3 separate regions of the Mus musculus genome follow, and all the other regions are linked to region 1. The links are chromatin contacts, called in public ChIA-PET maps. All regions are on one chromosome and are shown on one strand. Each heading gives the region's core, a stretch centred on a gene start, on an enhancer-like site or on the middle of the called end of the contact. The rest is flanking DNA. Distances are from core to core; before and after follow the strand shown. Region 1 overlaps Ncs1 (neuronal calcium sensor 1). Region 2 overlaps Fnbp1 (formin binding protein 1). Region 3 overlaps Fnbp1 (formin binding protein 1).

The links. ChIA-PET counts read pairs in DNA pulled down with a chosen protein or histone mark.
Region 2: an RNA polymerase II ChIA-PET map of memory CD8 T cells shows a contact between it and region 1, with 21 read pairs. The contact joins two enhancer-like sites. A contact is called at or near these places in 3 of 115 datasets of contacts at active chromatin or transcription factors (embryonic stem cells and memory CD8 T cells) and 1 of 9 other capture datasets (adipose tissue).
Region 3: a contact with region 1 is called in an RNA polymerase II ChIA-PET map of memory CD8 T cells, with 21 read pairs. The contact joins two enhancer-like sites. A contact is called at or near these places in 1 of 115 datasets of contacts at active chromatin or transcription factors (memory CD8 T cells) and 2 of 9 other capture datasets (adipose tissue and pancreatic islet).

What each region holds. Positions count from the first base shown.
Region 1 is chr2:31,255,003-31,259,531 of GRCm38.p6, reverse strand. All of the region lies in intron 1 of Ncs1 (neuronal calcium sensor 1), which reads right to left. Among named protein-coding and RNA genes, the nearest start is that of Ncs1, 11 kb to the right of the region's middle. Within about 2 kb of position 2,756, at least 241 of the 459 cell types and tissues checked have an H3K27ac peak or open chromatin away from gene starts, as enhancers often do. A contact at or near this core is called in adipose tissue and memory CD8 T cells, where this site is marked.
Region 2 is chr2:31,085,603-31,090,131 of GRCm38.p6, reverse strand. All of the region lies in intron 4 of Fnbp1 (formin binding protein 1), which reads left to right. Among named protein-coding and RNA genes, the nearest start is that of Fnbp1, 54 kb to the left of the region's middle. Within about 2 kb of position 1,866, at least 138 of the 459 cell types and tissues checked have an H3K27ac peak or open chromatin away from gene starts, as enhancers often do. A contact at or near this core is called in adipose tissue and memory CD8 T cells, where this site is marked.
Region 3 is chr2:31,113,175-31,117,703 of GRCm38.p6, reverse strand. The region is part of intron 1 of Fnbp1 (formin binding protein 1); the gene reads left to right. Among named protein-coding and RNA genes, the nearest start is that of Fnbp1, 27 kb to the left of the region's middle. Within about 2 kb of position 2,058, at least 99 of the 459 cell types and tissues checked have an H3K27ac peak or open chromatin away from gene starts, as enhancers often do. A contact at or near this core is called in memory CD8 T cells, where this site is marked.

The DNA.
Region 1 (4,529 bases), core at 1,507-4,006:
GGCTGACCGCCATTCACAGCTCAGGCACTCCTGGTCAGTCACGGTTGGGAATGTCACAGCCTGTGGAGCCCAGAACAGGATTGGGGAAAGGGTGATGAGGGATCCCTAATGAGACCCATCTCCCCCAAAGAAGGGTGCAATGCCCTACTGAGAGGATAACTAGCTGAACTGGCAGGGACCATGCTGGAGTGAAGTAGCCCCGCCTTCAGCTAGCCCCTCCCACTCCTCCCCTCCCGATCCATGCAGCGACCCTGCTCCAGAAACCCATCGGCAGACGCTGAGGTCTAGCTCCAGCAGAGACCCTGGAAAGTTCTGGCCATGAATTCCCGGGCGTCAGGCCAGGAGGACTGAAATACATAACAGCTCTAAGCAAATATGCTCTAGTGCTGCTTCTGGAGCTGGCCCTTTAAGAGCCAGGGTAGGGGCGTGGCCCTGATCTCCAAGGAGGAGGCACCCCAGTGACTCACCGCTGAGCTAGTGGTTCCGAGGTACTGGAGGACCCCAAACTGGCTGGGCAGGAGGGTGGCTGCTGTCAGTCACCCGTCAAAGTGACAGGTGCAGATGGGCAGATAGAAGCTTGCAGCACCAAGTCAGGCTGTGACCTTGACCACTGCACTCGCTGCTGCCTTCATCTTCTAGGTCTATAGAGTATTCCCAGCCACTTACGGCCTGTTTCCCAAGCCGCTTCTCTGTGGGGGCTGGGAGAGGACACGGACTTCAGGGGGTTAGCCACTGCACACCAATCTCGGCAGGCACCTACTGGAACAGATGCCTCCTGTCCTTCGTGGACGTGAACCTGAAGCTTAGGAAGCTAGCGTGCGCTTGCCCAGTGCGCACAAGGTCCTAGAATAGGTCCCAGCGCCTCACAGACCAGGAGTGGTAGTGCCACTGCTGAAGGTGGAGGCATGAGGTTCAAGGCTATCCTCAGCTACACAGGGAGTTTGAAGCCAACCTGGGCTACATGAGATGCTGTCAAGAAAAGAAGGAAGGAGAGAGGGGAGAAGGGAAGGAAGGACAGAGGAAAGGGGGCTGGGGAGATGGCCCAATGGGTAAAATGTCTGCTCTGAAATGATGAGGGACTGAGTTGAGATCCCCAGCATCCCAGGACAGAGTGTGGTGGGTGGGAGGGGGGAGAAGAGGCAGGGACCCTTGGCCAGTCTAGCCAATGGTGAGCTCCAGGCTCAGTGACAGATCTGTTCAAGAAATCAGGTAGAAAGCAGTTGAGAAAACACCCAGCCTGTGTCTATGTCTTCCATATGTGTATGCATGCACGTGTGAGCGCACACACTCGCACACACACACACACACACACACACACACACACACATATACATGAATGCATGTATTGATGCATGTGTGCACTCATAGCTAGGCCTATCTCTAACCTGGCAGCTCTCCTCCTTTCCTGTCCAGCTTAGCATGCTTGGTGGGCCCAGCACAGGACTGCTGTCACCAGCATCATCTTCCTCCTAGACCACGTCCAGGACACAGGTCCTGAGAGTAACCCTGTCCTGACACTGGTATCAGGCGAAGCTGCTGGCCCAAATCTCCTCTACCCTGACCTCCTCCTGCCTCCATCAGGGAAGGAGTACACAAGATGCTAAGCTGACATGCCACTTAAGCCCTCCCACAGGTGCCTATGCTGCATACATACGTCCCCCATTGTACCAACAGCTTGTCTTGACATTTAAACTGGCCTCACTTCTGTTTCTCCACCACATTATGGATGCCGTATAAGCCAGAGAACCAACAGTCCATGTTCCCTTGTGTCAGTACCACAGGGTAAACTGAGGCAGGTAGCCTAAAACCACTTTCTCAACCAGGAAATGAGAACTAAAGGGGCAGCCAGAGGAACCCTTTAGCCAGTTGGGGCTCCCCTGGACTCTCTGTTTCTCTCCCAAAGCTGCAGGGCATCCTTCCCAGAATGCCCTAGGGCACTGTCAGAGCTGCCCTCAGCTTCTCCAGTCCAGGGAGACAGGCATCCCAGCCAGAGCCCCTAAAGCAGGAGCCTCTATATTGTGATGGCTGCTGCTACTTATAATTAAGATCATGTTCCTCTTGAGCCCAGCAAGGGCCCCATGACAAGCAGTGTGAAGACAATGGTCACCCTGCCTGGTTGGATGTGTAGACTACAGAGCTCCAGAGGGTTCAGGGACCATGGCAAGAGGCCCAGTGCCCAGGAGCGCAGGCTTCGAGCAGCCCAGCTCCCTGTTTGCACAGTGCACACCATGTATTTTTGAACAGAAGGAAAGCATTCGCCTCCCCCCACAGTGCCAAAAATAGCCCCGTCTCCTGCTCTGAAGGGAAGCTTTGGTTCCTACCAAGAGGCAGGTGCGGGAGGGCAGGAAGGAGGGATGAGGGCTGCCACCTCAGACCCAACCTGTCCCCCCTGCAAGCCACAGAAATTGACAGAAGACCCCCGACTCAGGAGTCCTAGAAAAAGGGATCAAGTTTAATGCCAGGTAGAGAAGCAGGCTCAGGATGGGTTAGAAGAAGCCTGGAGCATCCATTAGCTATTTACTTCTGTCCTGGCTTTCCTATTCATCTTGACAAATGTGTTTGGGGTGCCAGTGGGGAGTAGGGATGGGGGTGAGGCTGGGGAGCAGACCAGAGCAGGGAGCCCTGCAGAGAGCCCCAGCTTCAGCCTCACAGCCCACAGCTGAGTGTGTAGGGGGGGAAGAGGGTTATACACATTGCCTCTACCGCATCCAAGAGACACTGGCAGGGAGCCGCCTCTGGGTGGCGTGTAGTCAGCCTTCTCTGAGCATCCGGAGTTCAGAGTTCAGCCACCCACGCTGTAGCGAGCCTGCAAGGGGTGTGGCTCTCTCCACGGATGTGTGAAGCAGTAAGAGAGAGAGAGGCAGGCCCCTCGCCAGTGTTTCTCACACTTGCTTTGCTTGCTCTGTCTAACCCTCTGGGCAGGTTCCCTCACTTTGCCCATTTTACAGATAGCTCCCGGGCTAGTGTGTATGTTGGGGGGCAAGCTGACATGCCAGAAGGGAGTCGGGAGGATTTGAAGCTAGCCTTGGGGGCAGGAAGTCCCTGAGCTGCAGTTCCCCGAGGCAGACGACAGCAGACAGGCCTCAGGACTCCATGCCCCTCCCTCCCTGAGATGCTCAGAGGAGGCTGAGGGGCCAAGGAAGTAATTACAGGGCCTGTGTGTACTTCCAAGTCAGAACCGCTTTCTGGTTCCCACGGCAACTTCTTGGTTAAAATAATAATAATAAAGCTGGAAAAAGAGGCCACTGTTTGTCCCCAAAAGGCCAGAGCTGTGGGGGACCCGGGCAGCTGTGGGGGACGCGGACAGCTGTGGCCCCAGACTAGGGTGAGAGATCAGCACCCTATGCTGAGAACTGGAGCCCAAAATAAGGAGAGGCAAGTGTGCTATTTCTGCCCGGGTTAAACATTCTTGAGAGCCACATTCCTTCACTCCCGGAATCCAGGGCACAGGGGCTCTGAGTCTACCAGTTTCCCGGCCACCTTGGAAAGCCAGGCATGCTGGAGCCAGCCCTGCAGCCTTTCCCAGGCCCCCAACCTGTGCTCCTCGGGCCAGAAGAGCTTCCCCAAGCAGAATAATTGATCTCCCCAGAGTTGATCTATATAACATCACACCAAAAGGAGAGGCAGGAAGGCAGAGACCTTCTAAGAGGGACAGCCAGACACAAGGCCCTGGCTGGACCCTAGCAGTTCCCAGGGACTGCTAGGTAACAGTGCAGACCAGGCCAAGCAAGTGAGCTCAAAGGAAAGGGCCCAGGAAGAAGGGTCTGGAAGTGGGAACAATGGAAGCCACTTTCGCCTACCCATCCCTTAACAACTCTGCTGCACATAGACCAAAAGCCACAAGATATGGTCGAAGCCTCAAGGACTCTCCATTACAGCGACTCTATATATCACCTTGTTCCTGAATCCACATCAAATCCATAAGGACTGGGTCTCCTCCTTTATCCAAAGACACATCGTACGGCAGCCAAGCTGTGTCAAACATCAGGCAGGGGCACAGCAGTCTAGGGCACGCTGGGTGCCACGTCACCCTTGCACATCTCATCCCCAGCCCCAGCCTACCATCAGAGCAGGAACAGGGGTCTGGGGAGACAGCTCAGCCACTATAGTGTCTGCTATAGGATCTGACAGCCACACCTGTGTAAAATCCAGGTGTGGCAAAGCTTTCGACTGCAGCTGAGGAGACAGGCAGGCAGGCAGGCAGGACATAGAGCTCTCTGGCCAGCCTGCCTAGCCAATCAGCAAAGCTCCCAGCTCAGTGAGAGACTCTGACTCAAGAGAAAAGGTGGAGAGCAAAGAGGAAGACCTGATCTCCAGCCTCCACACACAGGTACCCACACTAAGCACACACAAGTGTGCATACACACAAACAGGGGTAGTGCACACACGGTGAAGCTGGGAGTCCTACACCATGGGGGCCCTTCACGAGATCCCAGAGCTAGGCACACTGCCTTCAGCTGTCTCCCTTGGGTTAGGTGGAGGTTGAGCAAGGCCTGAGGGCTGGAGACTGGGATCAACAGTTCCCTGAT
Region 2 (4,529 bases), core at 617-3,116, 170 kb after region 1:
GCCCTAGTGGGGCTCAGGGGTGGAGGGTTCAAGGCCAGCTAGACTGTACCAAGGGACCTGGAGTCAGGGTTGGGGGTGATGGCGTCCCAGCTCACAAGACAGCCCCTGCCACACTTGCTGTCTGGGGGCTCCTTCTGTCTTTGTCCTTTTAAAGTCTCTGTGTCCTTTGTTTCCATCTGTGGAAACTGAGCTGTGTTTAAAATTCCAGAGGGGTGACTGCGCGCGATGCAACGTGTGCTCGCTCCTTTACTTTTCCTGCTTGGTGTTTGAAGCGGCTATTTCCACAACAGCTCCGTTTTGCTTTCTTAATTAACCATCTGGGGTTGGATGAGTTGGCCGCTTGCAGGGCGAGCGGTAAGCACGTGTCACCTGCAGGACAGTAGTCACTGAAAGAACTGTCATCTCTGTGTCCCTTGAAGCTGATGCTCCCTTTTCCGTAGCTTCCAGATGCCCTTTCGTTCGTTTTCTGCTGCAGTTCGAGGTTGTTTTGAGACTGTCTTTGTATGAACCGTTAATTGGCCTGGAACTTTCTTTGTAGGTGGCCAAGTTGGCCTATAATTTAGCAATCTCCTGCCTCAGCCCCTGCCCTGCCCACCTTATCTCACCCCACCCCCAAGTGTCAGGATTTCAGCCTCATGATGCAGGGTCCATCTTTTTCTCCCCTGAAACAAGGTTTTGCTATGTAGCCCTGGCTATCCACCTTGCTCTGTAGACCAGGCTAGCCTCAAACTCAGAGATCCAGTTGCCTCTGCCTCCCGAGTGCTGGGAAGCACTGCCAAATTCAGGCTTTTCATCCCCCCACCCCCTTCTCTCCTGTTCCTGTACCTGTGGTGGCCTAGGTCAGTGCTGGGCACCTTCGTTCATCACCTGATTTCCCGAGACGGGATCCCTCACTGAATTTGGAGCTTGACAATTTGGTCAGGCTGGTTGGCCTGGGTTTCCTCCTATGCCTGCCTCCCTGGTGCTAGCTAGCATTACTGTGGCACACTCAGCAAGCGCCTTCTCTAGAGCATCTAGAGCGCCAGCCAATTCTCTGAAGGAAGTTTCTTCTGTAGAGACTCAAGTACAACTCAGAACAGAACTGAGAGCCAGGTGCGTTAGCGCACGCACACCGCTACTCCCAGCACTCAGGCAGGGGGATGTCTCTGAGTTCCAGGCCAGCCTGGGCTTACAGAAAGGCCCTGCCCTGTCTTTTAAAAAAACAAACCTGACATGAAAATGAAAACAAGTGCTTTGTAGCTGACCTCAGATTCCTCTTGGCTTCTCTTTTCTTTTTCTTCCATTTATCTTTTTTTTTCTTTTCTTTGTTTTTCTTGTTCTCTTTTAAAGTCTATTCTTGTGTTTTAAAGAGAGAACCAAAGCTTCCTATTACAGGGAGAGTAACTAGCGTCCCTCTGGTTCCCCAGAGATGGCATTTCCTGTCGCTTTTCTGACAGGAGAGATGAGCGCTGGTGACTTCATCCTGGGCTCCCAAAGCAGCCCTTATATCTTTGTCCTGGGAACAATCCCCCTTTATTCTGAGCCGTGAGGGCATGGTTCTCCAACACACTCCCTCACTGTCCCAGGAAGAAGCGCCCTGCCATTGTTTGTTCGTAAACAACAAGTGCATCTGGCAAAGCTGCTTTATTTGTTTAAGTTTTCTAACTGTTCAAACCACTGTTTCCCCTCCAAGGAGCCAGCTGGAGCTGGTGACCTCTTCCTGAGGGCAGTCATACGCAGAGGGATGAGGGGGGGTGTGTGCACACGTCTCCATGGGGGAGGGGGAGGGCACACCCAGCAGAAGAAAGGCTGGAGGAGTATCCCTCAAGCTCAGTGTTTGGGTGTTGGTAATGAGGGGCAGTCTCTGAGGTGCCCTTATGGAAGACAGCCATGTAAGGTGCACAGCAAATGTGAGCGCTTCCCACACACTTACCTAACAGACAGCCAGAGAACTTCCTGTCTGGGTTTTTATTCAGAATCACCCAACATATGATTTTTTTTAAGATTTATTTATTTATTGAGACAGGGTCTTGCTGTCTAGACCAGGCTAGCTTGAAACCTTGAAACTCACAGCAATCCAGCTGCTTCTACCTTCCTAGTCCTAGGACTAAAGGTGTGCCATATGTGTGTGGATAGAAGACCCCAGTGGGGGTGTGGTTTGAGATGGGCTTTCATTTCCATCCTGACTGCCTTTCTCCCCCCCCCCCCCCCACATCCCTCCCCCTTCTTCCTGGCCTCCACTCCTTCCTTCTTACAAGCTGTGCACAGCTTCCGGTCCATCCTCCCGGCAGGGTTCTTCACACCCTGTAATCAGCAAGCTGGTCTCCCCTAGCCTTGCCCCTGGCTCCTCTAAGCCTGAGGCTCTGTCTTCCCTTCTTCCCTGCCCTGTTTCTCTTCGGAGATTAAAAAGAGATGGCTCCAGGGACAAGATCTTTGAGGCAGTAAAGACCGAAAACTGAAGGGTTGGGGCTGGAGCGATGGTTCCCCAGTTAAGAACATCTACAGAGGTCCTGGATTTATGGGTTCCTAGCACCCCTATGAAAGATTGCAGCTATTTATAACTCCAGCCTTGGAGACCCCAGGCCTTCTTCTGACCTCCTCAGTATCAGGCATGCTCAAGAGACACAAAATACATGCACCCAAAACTCTTAGACATATACAATTAAAGTAGCAATATAAAAGAAACTTTAATCTTTAAAACAAAAAAAACAGGATGTTCAAAGTTGAACTTCGTAAGACCTTGGAACAGTGACCTCCGGAAAGACAAGAACTTGTCCCTTTATAAAGTATCATTGTTCAGGCAAAAGGCTGGCCTTGTCCCCTCCCCCAGGCTTCCCCAGCACTTGGTTGTCCCCAGACTCTGCTGAGTTAATAGGTCTGAGTACGGAGACTCAAGGAAAGGAGGTTTTTGCCGAAGCCCAGAGGAGGATGCTAGGGACCTGGCACTTCCTGTTAATCACTCTGCCATCCCTCCTTACGGTGACAGTCAGGAAGCAAGTGGCTAACAAGGGAAAGTTTATCCACAGGAGCATGTAGGGGCCCAGGAGGCTCAGTGGGCCAACTGTTTGCTTTATAAACACCAGCTGAGTTTGAATTCCTAGCACCCGCGTAAAACCCCAGTGTAGTTATGCACACTTGTAACCCAGTGAGGGGAAGCAGAGGTGGGCAGACTCCAGGAGGTCACCGGCCCACCAGTCTAGCAGAACCAGTGAGCTCTAGGTTCAGTAAGAGAGCTCCAAAATAAATAAATACATTAATAATAATAATGTGGAGAGTGATGGTGGAGCCACTAGCCTTTGACCTCTGATCTCCACAGGTGCACATACACACAGAAGGGTGTTTACCAGGAAAGCCAGGGGAGGGGGGCTGCTCCTGCTCCTTGTCCTCAAAGTCAAGGGGGAACCCCTGAGTTTACAGTGTCCTTGGTCAAGGGACTCAGCCAAGCTGGCAACCTCCCTGGCTGGGCAGCTTCAGGCAGCAAATCTCATCAGACCCAGAGGGCAGAGCCTTTACCCAACACAGGTCCTGCAGCCTTTGGCCATGCAGACAAGGTCTACTGATCCCATTAATGTGTCTGTTGGAAGTATGTTAAAGGGAAATGGTAGTTTTAAGATGCTGAGTGAGAGAGATGCTGTTTCCTCTGTGTAGCTGTAACGGGTTTGTTGCTGTTGCTGTTTGTTTGTTTGTTTGTTTTCCTAGCGCTTTCGTCCTTGCTGGTCTCTCCTGGCTCTAACTACCCACCTAAGGAGGAGGCTTCTCCGGTGTATGTTTCATGCTAGTTCTTCTCAACTCTCAGACCCCAGGCCACATTGAACAGGACTCTGGAATCTTATAGAAATACTAACCTTAAAACTCAAGATATATTTACCCCCTCCCACCATGGTCCCCCTTTTTTCTTCCCTCTGAAACTCAGGTCAAACGCAGGGTCATTCTGGACTTTATTTAAAAAGGGACTTTATTTATTGGGCATGTGTGTTGCGGTGTTCAATTGGAGGTCAGAGGACAGCTCTGGATTTGGTTTCTCCTTCTGCCTTGAGGGACTCTACTAACATGTCTTCGGGTCAAGACCCAGGACACCTGTGCACAGGGGAAGCACGTGACTGGAGGTCAGAGGACAGCTTTGGGAAGGTGGTTCTCGTTCTCTCCTTTTACCCTGTGGGACCCCAGGTAGAACTCTGGGTATCCATCCGTCTTGGCATCAAGCACTTTTATCCACTGAGCTATCTCAAAGACCGGGGACTTCTGTTTATTCATGTCTGATTCTGACCTCCCAGTGGCTTGGCTAATCAGAGGACATCTATGGTGGCTGCTGGTGGGGCTGGCATTCGGGTGCTTAGAGTTCTCCCACCTGCAGCAAAAACCAGCAACAGCCTCCATTCTGGAATCTTCCCTTCACACCATCCAAATTCAGACTCACCCACAGTCTCTGTCCAGTCAGACCCTGAGCCACCAGGTCTCCTCTCTAATCCCCCTTCCTAGCAACCTGCCCTGACCTGGTTCTCTGGGGTCCTTGGAAGTTAACACTAGTCATAGGCCTGCCGTGAGGCCTT
Region 3 (4,529 bases), core at 809-3,308, 140 kb after region 1:
TTTCTCCAACAAGACCACACCTCCTAATAGTGTCACTCTCCAGGCCAAGCATATTCGTGTGTGTGTATGGGAACATGTGTTTATGAAACTGCACACCCATATGAACACATGAAGGACCAAGGAAGATATTGGTTATCTTGCTCTAAAACTCTGCCTCATCATCTCAGGGCAGGGCCTCAGTGAACCTGGAGCTTGCTGTTTTCCAGCAAGGCTAGCAGCCAGCCAGGAAGCCCAGCAGCCATCCTAACCCCCTACCACACACCTCAGGGTTGGGGTACCAGGGACACATGCAGTGGCCCTGCTTCACGTTCCACTCAGTGATGGGGCTCCAAGCTCGGTTCCCATGCTTGCTGTGCAAGCACTCGGAGCCACTGAGCCATCTCCCCAGCTCTGGTCAACTTTTACACAAGGATTTATTTGGTTTTGTGGACAGTTTCCTCCTGGCTGGCCTTGAACTCGAATATCTGCCTGCCTCTGCCTCTTGATTGCTGGGACTAAAGGTGTGTGTTTAGGAATTTTCAGCATGGAAATAACTTCTTGATGCCTACCTTCAAAGAAAGCCACGAAGACATGAAATTAGAAAGGAGGCGGTGCTTCGGAGGATGGTGTGTTGCCAGGCAGCTAGTGTCTGTCCATCATCTGCCCTATTCACAACTGTCATGTCCAAGGACCAGGAGATAGCTCAGTGGATAACTTTCTTCATAAGCTAGATGCTCTGGATTCTAAGGATAGTTTCCTGTATTCCCAACTAGCCTTGAACATTTATGTCTGCCACACGTGCTTGCCTGGTACCTGTGGAGGCCAGAAGAGCACATCGAATTCCCTGGAACTAGAGTTACCCATGGCTGATGGCTGAGAGCTGCCACTTGGGTGCTGGGAATCAGACCTGGGACCTCTGGTAGGGCCTCGGGTGCTTTTAACCGCTGAGACCATGACTTTGAAGTGCTGACCCTTCTCTCTCCACCTCCCAGTGCTAGGAATACCACCACAGCTGGATTATGCAGTGCAGAGGATGGAACCCAGGGCTTTGTGCATGCTAGGCCAGTGCTCCACTGACTGAGCCACATCCCCCGCCCCATGAGTTAGATGTTTACTAGCTTCTCAAGAGCAGCAGACTTTCATTGATGACAGTTGCAGTCTTCTTGCAGAGCATCTGCCACTCATTATCCTGCTTCTCAGAATAGGGAGCCATGCACGGGAACAGCTGACTCTGACCGATGCCCAGAGCGGTTCAGTAACGGGGGTGGGGTGGGGGTGGGGGGTGTTCCTTTGACTTGAGCATGCATTCAGCGAATATTGATTGGAGGATACCCAGGCTTTGTGCCTCTGGACCTGTGTAACAGGATGTGGTGAATCCCACACAGTAAGAAGGAGGGGGCCCGTCTGGGGTTATACAAGCCATGCCAGAAGCACATCATGGAAGATGGCCTGATGAAAGGGGAGATGCTTTTGGCGGTGGGTTGGACATGTAAAAAGATGGTAAGGTGGTGAAAAAGAAATCCTGGGCTGTGGGTTTCTGTTTTCATTTTTTAAATTCATTGTGTGTGTGTGTGTCTACACCACAGCACACATGTGGAGGTCAGAGGACACTTGTGGGAATCAGTTGTCTCCTAACACCACGTGGGACCCAGGGATCAAACTCAGGTCGCCAGGCTACAAACATCTGGCCTCTCTATTTCATGTTAAGTGGCCTGTTTATAAAAAAACTTTTTTCCTTTTAGTAAAAAATATTAAACTGAAACAAAATATCTCTGCTATTTTAGCATGTGGTACTGTCTAAGAGGAAATGAGGCTACAGCCAGGCAAAGGTAGATTTTTTTTTTTTTTTTAGAGTGTGTGTGCCAGTGTTCTCTTGGGTGGGGAGCACGTGTATGCATGTGTGTGCCTGTGGAATCCAGAGGTTGACATCTGCTGTCCTTCTGAGTCACCGCTTTATTTACTGAGGTGGGGGTTCTCACTGAACCCAAAGCTTGCTCGTTATGTTAGTCTGGCTAGCTGGCTTGGCCCAGAGATCTGCTCTCCACCTCCCATAGTTAGTTATCTACTGGGCTTGTGTGTGGGTGCTGGAGGTCCAAACATGAGTCTTCTCAGGAGCACAGCCTTCTCCGCGGGGTCCTATCTCCAGTCCCCAGATGTTATTTTCATAATAGATCTTGCTTTGCATGACTTCCTTAGTTGCCTTTAAAGTAATGAGCTGTGAACCAAGTCCATATGGTATGCATAGGTAACCACAAAGAGATGTTTGCTGAGGAAGCTTTGGCTCTTATACAGAAGTGTAAAATGGCATGGGGACCTTCCAGGACCTGCCCCGAAGGTCACCAAGCATTTAGTCTATGCATCAAAAACTGTCTTAGCCAGTTTGGTCTGCTGTTGTTAAAGCCATAAAATCAGTGGCTCATGAGAACCATTTATCCCTCCCGCTTCTGGATACTGAAGGTCCAAGGTCAGAGGCTCGCAGACATATGGTGTCTGGTGTGGGACCACTTCCTGGCAGGCAGACACTAGGCACTGCCTTATCATTTAAACCGATCTTAGCAGAAGTTAGAAGGAAGCTGCCGTTACTGGGGCAGCAATCAATCTATTCATATCATGAAGGCCCCTCTTAGTTTGGATTGGATTTGGGTCACGTATAACATTCAGTCTATAGCAATTATATATAAAATTTCCTTCTTTTTTTTTTTTTTTTGTTGTTGTTGTTGTTGTTTTCAAGACAGGGTTTCTCTGTGTAGCCCAGGCTGTCCTAGAACTCACTCTGTAAGACCAGGCTTAAAATTTCAAATCAAACAATTTAAGAAAAAAAATTTTAATTGTATGTGGGGGGTGGATATGTTTATATCACACATGTTGAGGTCAAAGGGCAATTTTCTGGAGTCAGTTCTCTCCTACTGTGTGGAGTCAGGATTCAGACTCAGGTTGTTAGACATGGTAGCAAGAACTGTTACCTTTGACGCATGCCTTTAATCCGAGCACTCGGGAGGCAGAGGCAGGCAGATTTCTGAGTTCGAGGTCAGCCTGGTTTTCAGAGTGAGTTCCAGGACAGCCAGGGCTACACAGAGAAACCCTGCCTCGAAAAAACAACAACAACAAAAACAAAACAAACAAACAAAGAACTGTTACCTGCTGAGCCATCTTTCAGGTCCCTACAAAAAATAAAAAGAATTTATTCAAAATGTAACACTTAATTACCTGAAGGTATAAGAGCTTCCCCAAAACAATACAAGAAATACAAAGTCCATAGAAAATGAGGAAGTATTAAGTATAGGAACAAGAGGAAACTCCAAAGGCTGGGGAGGCTCAGTGGTTAGATAGGTCAGGGTTGGTGGTGGTGCATGCCTTTAGTCCCAGCACTTCAGAGGCAGGGAGGTCTCTGGGAACCTGAGGCTAACCTGGTCTACATAAGAAGTTCCAACGCCGGGCTTGAAACAGTCTGTGCTGGCTAGTTTTATGTCAACATGACACAGGCTAGAGTCATCAGAGAGAAGGGAATCTCAGTTGAGGAGATAGATGCCTGCAGAAGGTTGGGCTGTGGATAGCCCTGTGGGGAGTTTTCTTAATCAGTGCCTGTAGGGGAAGCTTGATGGCCTCGGCTGCAGCTCCTGCCTCCAGGTTCCTGCCCTGCTTGAGTTCCTGTCCTGAGAGCCTTCATTGATGAGCAGTGGAAGCATAAGTCAAATAAATCCTTAACTCCCCAGCTCACTTTGGTCATGGTGTCTCATCACAGCAGTAGTGACCATGGCTAAGACACACAGAGCTTATGTTACTTATTGTAAAAAAAAAAATTTGTGCTTACAACATCCATGAACATTTTGATTGACAGGGAATTAAATTATCTACACTCTTGGCTTTTAGACAATATTAAGCCTGAACTTTCTCTCCTTTCTTCCTCTCTCTCTTTTTTAAGTTGTGTGTGTGTGTGTATGTGAGAGAGAAAGAGAGAGAAAGAGAATATGAGAAAAAAATATGAGAGAGAGAATATGTACCAGTGTGCAGAGAAGCCAGAAGAGAAGAAGAGGACACGGAGCTGGGGTTATAGATGGTTGTGAGCTGTGGGTGCTGGGAACTGAACTTAGGTCCTTTGGAAGAGCTGCAATTACTTTTAACCTCTAAGTTATCTTTCTTCTCTTCCTCTCCCCCTTCTCTCTCTTTCTCTGTCTTTGTCTCTCTCCCTCTCCCCATTCCCTCCTCTCCCCCTCCCCTCCCTCTCCCATCCTTCCCCCATCTCTCTGTCTCTTTCTTTCTCATGACAGGGACTCACCGCAGCCCAGGCTCAATTCAAACTTATGATGATCCAATATGCCCAACTACCCTGATTGATTTTTAAGGTTTTTTGTTTTTTGTTTTCTCTTTCCCTAAGTGTGAAAGCTTGTATGCAATTGATAAACAATCCATATGTGGGCGTTTCTTGGTGCCATTTTCTGAAGGATGATTTCAATTTTTTTATGGAGACAAAATAGGAAATGTATCAATCAAAGAAAAAAATCATAGTTCAATACTTTGTGACAGGCTTTGGAAAATTGATGTCGGTATCT